Regions from separate parts of the Sus scrofa genome. Here region 2 is linked to region 1. A link is a contact called in public promoter capture Hi-C data. All regions are on one chromosome and are shown on one strand. The core of a region is the stretch at or near the end of the contact, and the rest is flanking DNA. Distances in the headings are between cores, read along the strand shown. Region 1 holds the start of FGL2 (fibrinogen like 2). Region 2 holds the start of ARMC10 (armadillo repeat containing 10).

The links. Promoter capture Hi-C pulls out the DNA fragments that hold promoters and counts their contacts.
Region 2: a promoter capture Hi-C map of liver shows a contact between it and region 1, with 4 times the contacts expected there. The contact joins the promoter of ARMC10 here to the promoter of FGL2 in region 1. A contact is called at or near these places in 1 of 5 promoter capture datasets (liver) and 1 of 2 datasets of contacts at active chromatin or transcription factors (alveolar macrophages).

What each region holds. Positions count from the first base shown.
Region 1 is chr9:102,865,380-102,872,177 of Sscrofa11.1, reverse strand. FGL2 (fibrinogen like 2) reads right to left here and starts at 3,134. Exons shown (of 2, transcript NM_001005152.2): 1 at 2,489-3,134; 2 at 1-232. The coding sequence starts at 3,110. All of the region lies in intron 2 of CCDC146 (coiled-coil domain-containing protein 146), which reads left to right.
Region 2 is chr9:103,177,232-103,184,029 of Sscrofa11.1, reverse strand. ARMC10 (armadillo repeat containing 10) reads right to left here and starts at 4,276. Exons shown (of 6, transcript NM_001244923.1): 1 at 4,083-4,276. The coding sequence starts at 4,221. FBXL13 (F-box/LRR-repeat protein 13) reads left to right here and starts at 4,651. Exons shown (of 21, transcript XM_013979811.2): 1 at 4,651-4,782. The coding sequence starts at 4,708.

The sequences.
Region 1 (6,798 bases), core at 1,885-4,384:
AATTCTCTTCTGAGGTTTCCAAAGCCAACTTTGTAGTCTCGCCATGTTCTGGTGAAGTTGGTGCTTCCATCAAGACGTGCCTGCAGCACTGTCCAGCCTCCCCCCATGGTCTCCATGTCACAGTAAACTTCAAAGCTACTGTTTTTGGGATCCGGTGTAACTCTGTAGATCTCACTGCTCCTTTTGCCTATTGTGTAGTATTCAGAGCAATCTTTATATATAAGATGTTGAACTGAAGGAGTGAAAAAAAAAATAAAGGCATTGGATTTTGTTAATAAAAACTATGCATTGAAAGAATTCTTTAGATGTACAAAAGCAGTTTGATAACTCAGTCAATGGTGATAATGAAACCTGGCTCTGCTAAACGTACTTGAACCTATTTGGCAAATGCTTGTTAAAGGCCTCAGAACAAGAACCTGGTGTTATAAAGCAGACCAAGCTCTCCAACACTTTCTTGGTTGGTGATAATATTGATAATGTGAACAGCAAACATCACCAGCAAGAAATAAAGAGAATAGTCTCAATAATTCCGTAATATTTCATAAGGGCTCCCCAGTTGCTCTAGGCATTTGGCCAATGACTTGATAACATTTTCACACTTGGTCTGCACGTGAACTGTATGACGTAGATATTATTACCATTCTGCTGGTGAGAAAGAATATTTAGGCTCAAAGGAGATCACTGGCTTTCCCAACTTCACAGAAACTTTCAGTGGCAGAGCCAGGACACAAACTCAGATCTGGTTGGCTGCAAACCTTGTCCTTGTAAGCACTGTATCCCTTGGCCCTGAAGGTCAGGTGATTCCACTTCTCCCGGAACTGCATTCCATGCAGGCAGAGGAAACACATGCTTCTGTTTCCTTTGACCTAGAGATGCTAATAGCCTCCACTTTGAGGACATTTTATAGGATTTTTCCAATTGATACATTAAAATTCTAAAGTACAGCACTGATCAACATTTCCATTTATTTTACTTGCTTGACAATTAAAGAAGTTCAAGTTAAAAAATTTAATTATATACCAGTATTCTTCTTCTGAATTTATTATCCAGGAAAATATTTAGTGTTTCACGTTTGGATTCTAGAAGGAAACCACACGTACTTGTATTCAGAATAAGTATAATAATCAGCTACTGTGGTTCTGCAGGAATCAAATACAGACATTTACTCCCAGATAATTTCTATAAAAATAGGTGCTAGATAAAGCAAGTTTGGTAGAAGACACTATGAGCCACACTTAATCTATTCATGTATATTTAGAACTCAAACATTCAGATACTTGCCCCAATCTTAGTAGAAAAACAGGCAGTAGACTCTTGTTCTTGTCATTACAAACTGCCATGAAGCATCCCGTCTAACAAGCACCCAGGTGTGTTACCTGACTTGAACCTCTGCCTTGCAATGTGCAGGGTACCCTTAGATACAGGCTGCTGGGAGTAATAACAACAGTGGTCCATGAAACTCCCAACTCCCTTCACTCCTAGATTCCCTGGGAATGGAGCACGCATAAGGTAGGTACTTGTTCCAAATGAATACCATCTCTGCTGCAAGTGCCATATCCTTTAACCTCACACTTACAATAAGCAGAAATTCTAATGCAGAGATGCCTTTCCAAAATGTAATAAGACCACAGTCAGCAATGGCCCTAGGAACTCATGTGGGGAAAACCAGGGTTTGGGAGAACCAGTGCCACAGCCAGCAGTTCTTGTGCAGAGTAGACAGTTAGGTTTGTGATCTTTTTTTACTAAAGTTAATTTATTTACTAAAGTTAATTCAGATAATCTGGATGGGGAAGATGGGTTCTATTGTCACATGCTTGAATTCTAGTGAAAGAGAGGAAGGAATAAGAACATATTCCTAACTTTAGTGGCATATCAAAACTCCCCTTAAAATGCTTTTGTGCCACTAGATCTCAAAGCAAACAGTTGTGCACACATGTGAAGCCTACAAGCTGCTTTTATTTCATCTATAAAGTCTTTGCTTTCCACGAGATATTTGGGATTATGAACTACAGATTACTTGCTAAAATCTTTCAAAGGTCTCTTGTTGCCACACAAGCAGCAATCACCCGACCACAAAAAAAAAAAAAACCAAAACCTGATTTCCAGAGTACAACCACAAACACTGCCTTATCTCCATTGTTTTCAGACATTCCAGTGAAGAGATAAATGTTAAACACAATGACACGTTAAGAAATTTGCCTTCTCCACTCTGTTTGTGTGTAGTTCTGGCGTCAGCACATAAGGTCTTTGAAATTCAAAGTGCTTTCTAATGGAGACAGAACTCTTTATGATTTTTTTTGGTTCCTTAGGTCTTCTAACCTTTCTGTGGTCACATCTGCAAAGACAGTAGTTTTGCCTGTACTACCTTGATGCATAAAAGGCTTAATTTACTTAATCTGTCCTTTATTTTCCCAGGTTAATGTTTATGGGTATTGTCTAGCTATAAAACATTCCGGAACAAATGATAAGAAGGCATTATTATACATACCCGGACGTGACTGTATTTGTTCTTGACTGGGACACCGCGATGAACATTTGCCATCCAAACTATTGACAGCAAACGTTAGGTTTGCCACCTTGTTATCAACGTAATTTTCTATGTTGTTCATATTTACAAGGCTCAGCTTCTCCAGGCGACCCTGAAGCCCGTCGATCTCTTCCTTGGCATTCTTCAGGTCAGAGGACAGCTTGTTAACCTCGTTCTCCAATTCTCTAACTCTGCTGTCATCAGCTTCTCCCGGGGCTCCTGTGCCCGGTGACAGCAGTCCATTCCTGCCTGGGTCTCGGTTGTCGTCAGCCTGCAGTCTGCAGTCTTGGCAAGTCTTCTTCAGGCTGTTCACAATTTCCTTGAGGTTCTGGACCTCTTTGAACACCTCCTCAATCCTGCCAAACTGCTTGGGGAGCTGAAGAGTCAAGGGGGGCAGGTTCACCTGGTAGGGACACCCGCCTACCTCTTCGCATTTCCCTCTGCTTTCTAGTCTCACCGGGCAGGCGTCCTTGGCTGCTTCATCTTTAATTTCCTCCGTCTCATTGTTGGCCACGACCAAAAAGCCATAAGCCGCGAGGACAGCGGAGCTCAGCCAGCACCAGTTCGACAGCTTCAGCTTCATCTCTGCGGTGGCGCTCACCCCAGCAGGGGAGGCTGCCGGCTCGAGCTGTTTTAAGAGCAGCAGCTGCCTGCCTGAGTCAGGCTTTCTGTTCTCAGAAAAGGGCGGGAGCACTTTCATCACAAGGTTCACAAACGCAGAGGAAAAGGAGACTGTCCTCATCCAACTAGGCTTGCCAAAAACTGTCACTGATCCGCAATCCAAATAATCCGCTTTGGAATTCCTGTACTCAGAGGCACATATTCAACACGTTTCACTCATCGTTTATTTTTTAAAAGCACAAGAAGAACCTTGGGTTTTAAAATAATTATACGTGAAATGAATCATTCCATTGTACTTAACTCCACAGTGGGGGCAAGAGTTTTTAAAGATAAAAATAAATGTGCTAATTATCCGGATTGTGCAAAGGAACAGAAATATTGCAGAAATGGAAATGGTTCTTTTTCCTTTCTGGAAGGGGGCATTAGGAATCCTGTATTTTCTTCTCATTGGGCTTTCAGACAGACTCTCAGGCACTTACAATTTTAAATGTAACGAAGTTCAGCTTTTTCTGCCTCTTGCAGTAGACTTTGTTTCATCTATTTGAGATCAGAAGAAAACTGATAGAGAAAAAAGTGCTACTTTCTATCCCTTTGACTACAGCATAGTGCAGCACAAATGTCTAGATGACAGAAACACATAAAAGCACATCACTGCCTTACAAAGGCAGCCTCCTCCTTTGCCTTTCACTATTTTTGTGATTGCACTGTCCTTCCACGGCCGCTGAATGTGAGTCTTTGAACTACTCCCCTCTCTTTCTGATTCTTTTTGTGTCCAGCATCTTTGCCTTCCCTTCCCACTGGCAGCCTGGTGGTCCCCTCTCTGTGCTTTCTGCCTTCAGCGTACATCCCTCTACCTGGACTGTGTGCCACTTGCTGTATCACTACCTTGCCCCACACATGTCTGCAGCATGACTGTTCACACTTGTCAAACTTTCTCTTTAGGGTTTTCCAGCTTTTCTCCTGAGAGGCTGAGGGCAGGGAGAGGGAACAGCTTCAATTGGAGAAACCACCTCCTTTTAATTTGTTTTGCATATTGGTGTCTCATATATAAGATTTTTATTTAAAAAGGGATTTTATTGCTTAATTTCAAAAGTATGGCTAAAAATCCAAATTCTTATTATTCTTATATTATTTAAAGCACCCTGTAATCTGTCTCCTATTTATTTCTTTAACCTGATTTCCTACTATTTTTCTAAATACTTCTCTAGCCCAGCCAAACTGTTGACATCCTCTGACCTATTCAAACTTAACTATTCATAATCTCTAAATGTGTCAGGCTTACTTTACACTCTGGAGACCTGGATTCCACCCACGGATCAACTTCTTGCTGGATAGATAGATAGATAGATAGATAGATAGATAGATAGATAGATAGATAGGGATAGATAGAGATATCTAATATATATATGGATATTCTCTCTCTCTCTCTCTCTCTCTCTCTCTCTCTCTCTCTCTCTCTCAGCCAGGGACTGAGACCAAACTATAGCAGTGACCCAAGCCACAGCAGTGACAATGCCAGATCCTTAACTGCTAGGCCACCAGGGAACTCCTCTTATTGTATATATAGATCATTAACTTTGCTGACCCTTGTTTCCTGTAACTGTGAAGGAGAATTTGGCTATCCTTCCCTCATACAGCAATGATCGTTATAAAATTTGAGTGGTGGGGTGCTTATGGGAAAAAAATGCAGTGTATAAACCTAATGTTTTTTCTCCAAAACAAATTTGTCAAACATGTTCTACATACCTTATGCCTCATTTTCCTCCATCTTCCTCCAGCTTTTTTAAAAAATTAAGTTTCTCTCTTTATTCCATTTAAAGTATCCAAACCAATTTTAGGCAAAATGTTAACTCTTTGACTAAAAATATCGATTTAATCTAATTTCATTTTTCTTTCTCCATCCACTTTTAAGTCATGACATTCCCCTGTTGTGAGGGGAGAAATAAATGATTAGATAATTTTTAAAAGAAATAAAATGATGATATTATAGATGATATATGAAAAATATAAAGCAGAAATATATAGGAATGATGTTTAGTTTAAGGTACATTATTAAATGCCTTTGACTGGATAGGCTATAAATTCACATATGTAGCCAGTCAAGTCTTTATTAAAGATCTATATGCTAGAGCATATAGACAGTCACTCATCCATCCGTCCATACATCTATCCATCCATCATATATTAACTGAGCATCCTCTACATGTGAGACACCATTCCAGGCACTTAGTCTACACTAGTGAACATATCAGACAAAAATGCCCTTTTCCTTCTTAGGAAGAGGTATTGAGGACCTTGTATTTTGTTCCTGATGGACTTTCAAGTGAAATCATAGGTACCTCAGAGCTTTTCTAAATCAAACAAAAGTGCAGCTTTCTGACTCCTGCACTGGGCTTTTGATTCATCTCTTTGAATCAAGGATTTGCTTTCCAGGCACTGCTGCTAATTCTTGGGTCCTGCCTACCATACATGGCCAAGGGCCAGTGGCAAAATTCTACCTGAAAATCTTGGATGTCCTATGGGCACTGGCTCCTGTCCCTCTGGGACCATACAGAATACCCCACATAAAGGAAGAAAATTGCTTTATTCATCAGTTTTTATTGGCACTAATAAGTGGGACTCTGGGTTCTTAATTTTGAAAAATTATTGTTCACCTAATACAGGCAGACTCTAAATGACTTCCACATGAACGAGGCTCAACCTGCCTAACGAATTTATAGCCTCCGGGGTGGGAGGGGGGGTGTGTCGAGAGTGTTGTGCTATGGTTGTGCAAGAAGCTTTCACAGACTATGTGCAGATGACCAAAGAAAGGGCTCAAAACATTAAGGGACTTGCCTATGGCTTTGCACTTTTTAAGGGACAAAGTTGAAATCGGAACCTGCATCTGACTCCAAAGTTCATGTCTTTTCTCCTGTGCCACCCTGGTGTGTGTGTGTGTGTTGGGGGAGTGGCAGAGAGATAATACTGGAAAGGAATCTTGATACCATGTTGTAGAGAGCCTAATGCTTAAATCACTGCTCACATCAGTGGGGAGCCACTGAAGGTTTTTGAGCAAAGAGTAGAGGCTAATTTAAATAGTCCAGGTCATTGTTTCCCAAAGTATGTTTTCTGGGATGTGAGTGACTAGATGTTATAAAGGTTATTGAATATAGAATTCCAGGGACAGATGACTCTGAAAACTATCAGTCATATGCTACCGTGCATTGTGGCTGGCTGTAAGGAAAATAATGGATGCTCCATTTTTCAAATTTTGGTTGATAATGGGGACCTTTTTTCCTAGGACCACTATTTTGGAATGAATCTACTGCTGGAAACCATAGGAAATGGTGAGAGGTGTCAGAAGGGGGTGATCAAGGGGTAGCAGCTATTTTTGGCAAGGAGTACTAGAAGCCATAGGAGCTGATAAGGGATGAAAAATAGAAGGAGAGGGAAGAGTTGAAGGAGGACTATGAAATAAGACTCTATGAAAGTTCATGCCATGGCAATGTGAGTAGAGAGGGAGCAGTACGTTGGGAGAGTAGAGAAGTATTCTTTTTGTTTTGAATGCAGTGCCAAGTCACCAAGTAGAAACATCTAACAGACAGGTGAACACCCACATATTAAAAACAACACAGAATGGATATGGATGTCAATTTAAAACCAAAGGAACA
Region 2 (6,798 bases), core at 3,027-5,526, 310 kb before region 1:
CATGTAAAAGAATCAAACTGGACCACTGTCTTTTATCATATAAAAAAATCAACTCATAATAGATTGAAGTTTTGAATATAAGACCTGAAACCTTTAAACTCCTTAAAAAAATCAATGGTAAGCTTCTTGACATAGGTCTTGACATGACCTTTTGGACTGACCAAAAGCAAGAGAAGCAAAATAAACAAGATAAACTGCATCAAATTAAAAATCTGTAGAGCAAAAGAAGCTATCGACAAAATGTAAGACAACCTACGAAATAGTAGAAAATATCTGCAAATCATATATCTGATAAATAGTTACTAGCCAAAATATATAAAGAACTCAAGCAACTCAACAGAAAAAAAACGAAAAGAAACAATCTGACTGTAAAATGGGCAGAGGCTGTGAATGGACCTTTTTCCAAAGAAGACATGCAGACGGCCAACAAGACTCCCCCTGGTGGCCTAGTGGTAAGGATTCAATGCTCCCTCTCTCCAACAAGTACATGAAAGGATGCTGAACATCACTATCTTTAGGGAAACGCAAACCAAAACCACAATTAGCTGTCACTTTACACTTTTTAGAATGGCTGTCCTCAAAAAGAGAAGAGATAATATGTGTTAATGAGGATGTAGAGAAAAGGAAACCCTCATGCACTCTTGATGGGAATGTAAATTTCCAAGCACTATAGAAAACAATATGGAGGGTCCTCAAAAAATTAAAAGAACTACCACATGATCTAGTAATTCTGGGTATTTATTCAAAGAAAATGAAATCACTATCTTGAAAAGATTTTTACACCCCCATATTCACTGCAACATTATTTACAACGGCCAAGACATGGAAAAAATTTAAGAGTCAATCAATGGATGAATGTATAAATAAAAATGTAATACACACATAGACATACAATGGAATGCTATTCAGCCATAAAAAAGGAAATACTGCCATTTGCAACAACATGGATGGACCCTGAGGGCATTATGGCCAGCGAAATAGGTCAGACAATGAGAGACAAATACAGAATGATCTCACTTTTATGTGGAATCTAAAAAATCTGAACTCAGAGAAACAGAGAGTGTCATGGTGGTGGCCAGGTGTTGGAGGATGAAGGAAATGGAAAGATTTTGCTCAAAGAGTATAAACTTCCAGTTATACGGGAAATAAGTACTGGGAGTGTAATATACAGCTTGGTGACTATAGTTAACAATACTGTATTGTATACCTGAAAGTTGCCAGAGAGTAATTTTTTTTTTTTTTTTTTAAGGGCCGCAGGTGTGGCATATGGAAGTTCCCCAGGCTAGAGGTCAAATCGGAGCTACAGCTGCTGGCCTATACCACAGTTCACGGCAACACCAGATCCTTAACCCACTGAGCAAGACCAGGGATGAAATTTGCATCCTCATGGATACTAGTCAGGCTTATTTCTGACAAGCCACAATGGGAACTCTGAGAGTCAATCTTAAAATTTCTCATCACAAGAAAATTTTTAACTATATGTTATACCATCTGTGATGATGGATGTCAACTCAACTTATTATGGTGATCATTTTGCAACATATACAAATGTCACATCATTATGCTGTACACCTAAAATTAATACAAAAAAAAAGATCACCCTCTGAATGGCAAGGATGATGCTGACAAGATGGATATTTCTCAAGTCCTCTTCCAAGAAAATGTGTAACTTCAGGAAGAAGGGACTGTGAGCAAGTCAAGCTGCTTGACCAAGGTAATGTGATTTTGGGAAGCTGTAAAATCATTTAAAAGTAAGACTTTGGAGTTCCCGTCGTGGCGCAGTGGTTAACGAATCCGACTAGGAACCATGAGGTTGCGGGTTCGGTCCCTGCCCTTGCTCAGTGGGTTAACGATCCGGCGTTGCCGTGAGCTGTGGTGTAGGTTGCAGATGCGGCTCGGATCCCGCGTTGCTGTGGCTCTGGCGTAGGCCGGTGGCTACAGCTCCAATTCAACCCCTAGCCTGGGAACCTCCATATGCCGCGGGAGCGGCCCAAGAAATAGCAACAATAACAACAACAACAACAACAACAACAACAACAACAAAAAAAAAGTAAGACTTTGTTAGTGATCATCATCTTAAGTGAGCATAAGTGAGCAGGTAGCTGAGTTCAGGTCACCTGACTAATTACTTATACAGAGGTATCTCTGAAACAAAGAAATTAGGCTTTGAAGTAAGGGCAAGTACAAATCTTTTTTATTTATTTATTTATTTTTATTTTTAGGGCTGCACTCACAGCATATGGAGTTTCCCAGGCTAGGGTTTGAATCAAATCTATAGCTGCTGGCCTACACCACAGACACAGCAACGCAGGACCTGAGCTGCATCTGTGACCTATACCACAGCTCACAGCAATGCCAGATCCTTAACCCACTGAGTGAGGCCAGGGATCGAATTCGCATCCTCATGATTCCTAGTCAGATTTGTTTCTGCTGCGCCACAACAGGAACTTCCAAATCTTTTAAAAAATGGACTTTTTTCTCCATGTGCCAAAAGGGAAATAAACCTTTCCCCGACTTTCTTTTCTTAGTGCGCTTCCCTGAGCAAACTTGTATATCCTTTGTCTGTCCCTTTGATATAAATGTACATCTTTTTAAAAGCTAAGTAAGGATGCAACTAGAGATTATCATACTAAGGGAAGTCAGTCAGAAAGAGAAAGACAAACACCATATATCACATCTGTAATCTAAAATATGGCATTTACAGGAAGAAACAGACTCACAGGCATAGAAAACAGACTGGTGCTAATAAAGTGGGAGTGGGGAGGGAGTGGGAGGGTCTGGGAGTTTGGGGTTCATAGATGCAAACCATTACATTTAGAATGGATAAGCAATGAGGTCCTGCTGTACAGCACAGAAAACTACATCCAGTCTATTGGGATAGCCATGACAGAGGATAGTACAAGAAAGGGAATGTATTATATGTATGACTGGGTCACTTAGCTATACAGCAGAAACTGGCACAACGATGTAAATCAACTGAATACTGAAATAAAAAATAGATTTTAAAAAGTCTGCAGAATTTCATCTATCATTCCAGGCCCTGCAACACTGTGCAGAGTTAGAGGAATCTCTCTGGTAACACCATAAGGTCCCTCCCCCACCATGTCCTCTGCCTTTTGTCTGTGGGAAAACTTTAGCCAAAGAATAAATTTAATCGGAGAAGTGAGAAAATGCAGGAGCCAAGGAAGAGAGTTGAATGAGACCAAATAATAACAGTTTAGTCATTAAGCAAAGTCAAGGACCTTTAGTTCCTCCTCAAGGGCTATAGATAATATTCTGAGCCATATCCTATGAACTATCTTGTAGATATCAAAACCCCCACCAGGTAGAAGAAGTCAACTGCACCGTGATCCGCCTATGGCCGTGATATATGCTGCCACCATTTAGAGAACTAGCCTCAAAGAAATGGGAACAAACCCACCCTGGAACTGAAGACTTAACTGTACTTAAAACAATCAAGATGACACTGGTCAGACCAGGGGTGACCAATTTCAAGAAGACTGTCACAGCTGACTTTGCTGTTTCTGCATGTAGCCCCTCCCTCCGCCTATATAAAGCTTATGCCCACTGACTGTCAGCGGGGCATTCATCCTTTGGACAGAAGTGCCCCCCTCCCATTTCTGGCATCAGAAATAAAGGAAACTTTCCTTTCCACCAACCTTGCCTTTTTATTAGCTTTAGAGCAGCAAGAGGTCAGACCCACACTGGGTAACAACTGAGAGAGAGCAAGCTTCAACGTGAGAGGCAATCAACATGCTTTTGCAAAACTTAATCTGTCCGCTGTGACGCCAGACTCAGGCAAGAGAGTTTGGGCAATTTTTCAACCGGGGTTTTGAACAAAGAAATGGAGGCAGGGAAGCAGCTATGAACCCTACCCCAAACAGGCTGAAGATTCCCCTTCAGCACCTGTTGGGGCTTCCCAACTTCACCCTTCTTACCAGCCTCCCTCCTTCCCTCCCTAGGTGGGCTCCTTATTTTACCCCCTGCACTGAAAAGCCATGAGCGCCTGCGGCGGCTTCAACCCCACCCTGGGAAAGCCCTGTGCCCAGCTGGCCCACCTATTAGGCACCCCAAGGCCTTACCTGCGGACCGCGAGGGGCGCAGTCCAACCCGACGGGCACCTCGCCGCTGGCCCCGCGTCAGCCTGTAAATGCAATAGCAGGCACCGGCCGCAAGGACCAGGCCCGCCGCCACCCAGCCCACGTCCCGGGCGCCGCCCATGCTCTCGCTGGGGCTGCGCGCAGCGCTGGGCCTGGCGGGCAGGGTCTGAAGCCAGCGAGACCCTTCGCCGCCCGAGCTCAAGCAGCCGCGAGAGAAAGGAAATGAGGGTCTGGGCTCCGCCTCCCGGAAGCCGCCCAGTTAAAATATAAAACCGCCCACTCGGGCCTGGATGCGTCCAGGCGGCTTCCTAGAGGCTGGGCGGGGCGAGGGTGAAGCGCTGCTAGCGCTCCAGGCCCCAAAAGGACCCAGGGGGCCTCCACAGCCGCCCAGAGGCGGGCTGGCGCCAGGCCGAGGCCCGCCCCTTTTCCGGCGGCCAGCGGCCGCAGGCTATTGGGGGCCTGGGACCAGTCGGTGCCTAGCCCCTCCCCTCCCCGCCGCGCAGTTGCCAGGGCAACGCCGGGACGCGCTAGCCCCCAGCTCAGGCGAGGCTTCGGAGCCGGGTTTGAAGAGCGGGTGAGCAGCGCAGTTTCAGCAGTGCCTCTGGTCATGGCCTCGTTGCGAGTTGCCAGCCCCAGACTGAGGAACTACTTCAAGGAGAACTACATTCCTCAGGTCTGCGAGGTACTGGAGCCACGTGGCAGCGGACTTAGAAGGAGGAATTGCAAGAGATTTCCCAGACGAGGGCCTAGGGTTTGGCGGGGAGAGGGAATGGAGGTTAGGAGGAATGAAAAGGGAAAGGATGAAGTCAGCTTTTGACAGGTTGGCGGTCTGGGCTGAATATACACATCAGAGAGTTGACGACAGAGGGGTAATGGTGGCTGAAAGGGAAGAAGGGGTGACATCTCCCAGGGAGAAAGAGAAAAGGAACTCAGGACAGAAAACCCCAAACTCCAGCATTTAAGGTTTGGACAAGGAAGAGCCTGAGTACTAAAGGATTGAGAATGAAGTGCCCTAGAGACATAGGAGGAAGAGTAGGAGAGTGTGCCCTTATGGTGAGAGTCACCTAAGATAAGGACCACCTTATCTTAATGTCACCTATCCTTCAGATAAGGATCTGAAAAGATGTGGTGGATTTGGCTCAAGATGAGTTTGGGTATTCATTGGAAGGATGAAGGTAGAAAATACACTGAGGTTGGCTGAGGGATGGAAGCTGAGACCTTTAGATGGAAGTCATTCCTTTGTGAAAAGTACCCCACAACCAGGAGGAAGGACTTGTTTCCCTCCCCACCAAAACAGGAGAGAAGAAAGACAGGGGTGGATAAGTTTTGTAGGTTTGGAGACAGGAAGCCAAGAAAGTTCTCTTCTGGTGATTTCTATTTTTTCTACACATAATGGGTGAAATATTTGCCAAGAATATGTACGTTTGGGTGGGGATGGAAGGTGCAGAAGGGATTTTGAGTAGTTATGTGGAGAAGGAGGGAGAGCTGGAAGTCTAGGGAAGGAAAGAGAAGGAGAGCCAGGTAGTGTTGAGAGCCCAGCTTGGGGTAGTAACCCTCCTATTCAGGTAGGAGAACACTTTGGTACAGTCTTCTCTTTTTTGGATGCTAATGTTAATAAATGCTTTGATCAAGCATTTCCACTTCTCAGGGTTTGCTTTAGGGATATACTTGCACATGTAACCAGAAGGATGTACAAGTATATTCATTATGATATTGTTGCGTAGTGAAAATGGTAAAAACCTAAGTGTGAATAGTGGAATGGGATATTGTGTAGAATAAAGTATACTGTATCTTTTGAGAAGAAAGGCTCTCCATGACATCCTAATTTTTTAAAAAATGGAAAAAATATGCAAGTTGCTTAAAAAAGTATCTACTACAATCTAGCTACCTGTTTTCATATTTGTATGTATATGTGTATATATGTATTTTTATATGTATATGTTTGTGCATATATGTCTATATTTAAGAAAATAATACACTTATAGAACATATGGCAAACTATTAACAGCAAATGTTTTGGGGAATGACTTTAGGGGAGAACTCTAATCGTTTATTCCATATACATCTGTATTGTTTTAGATTATTTATTTATTTATTTATTTTTGTCTTTTTGCCTTTTCTAGGGCCACATCCATGGCACATGGAGGTTCCCAGGCTAGGGGTCTAATCAGAGCTGTTGCTTCCAGCCTACACCACAGCCACAGCAACTTGGGATCTGAGCTGTGTCTGCGACCTACACCACAGCTCACAGCAACACCGGATCCTTAACCCACTGAGCAAGGCCAGGGATCGAACCGCAACCTCATGGTTCTTAGTCGGATTCGTTAACCACTGAGCCACAATGGGAACTCCTGTTTTAGGTTTTTTAGAAGGTTTTTTTTGGCCACGGCTGAGATGTGTGGAAATTCCCAGGCCAAGAAATAACCTGAGTCACAGTGGCAGCTTGAGCTGCTGCAGTGACAACTCTGGATCCTTAACTTGCTGCACTACAAGGCAACTCCTATTTTAGTGTTTTTAGCTTGAGTTTCATTCATGTTTTACCTCTATACAATTATATTTGAAAATGTGTAGAAAACATGGTATACGCCTTCCCAGTCGTATGATTTTCTGAAACATACATAGGTAGACAAATAAGAGCTGACTTCATTCAGGATAGGAGTTTGGCAGACCTATATTATGGAAGGGCAATGGTGAGGAA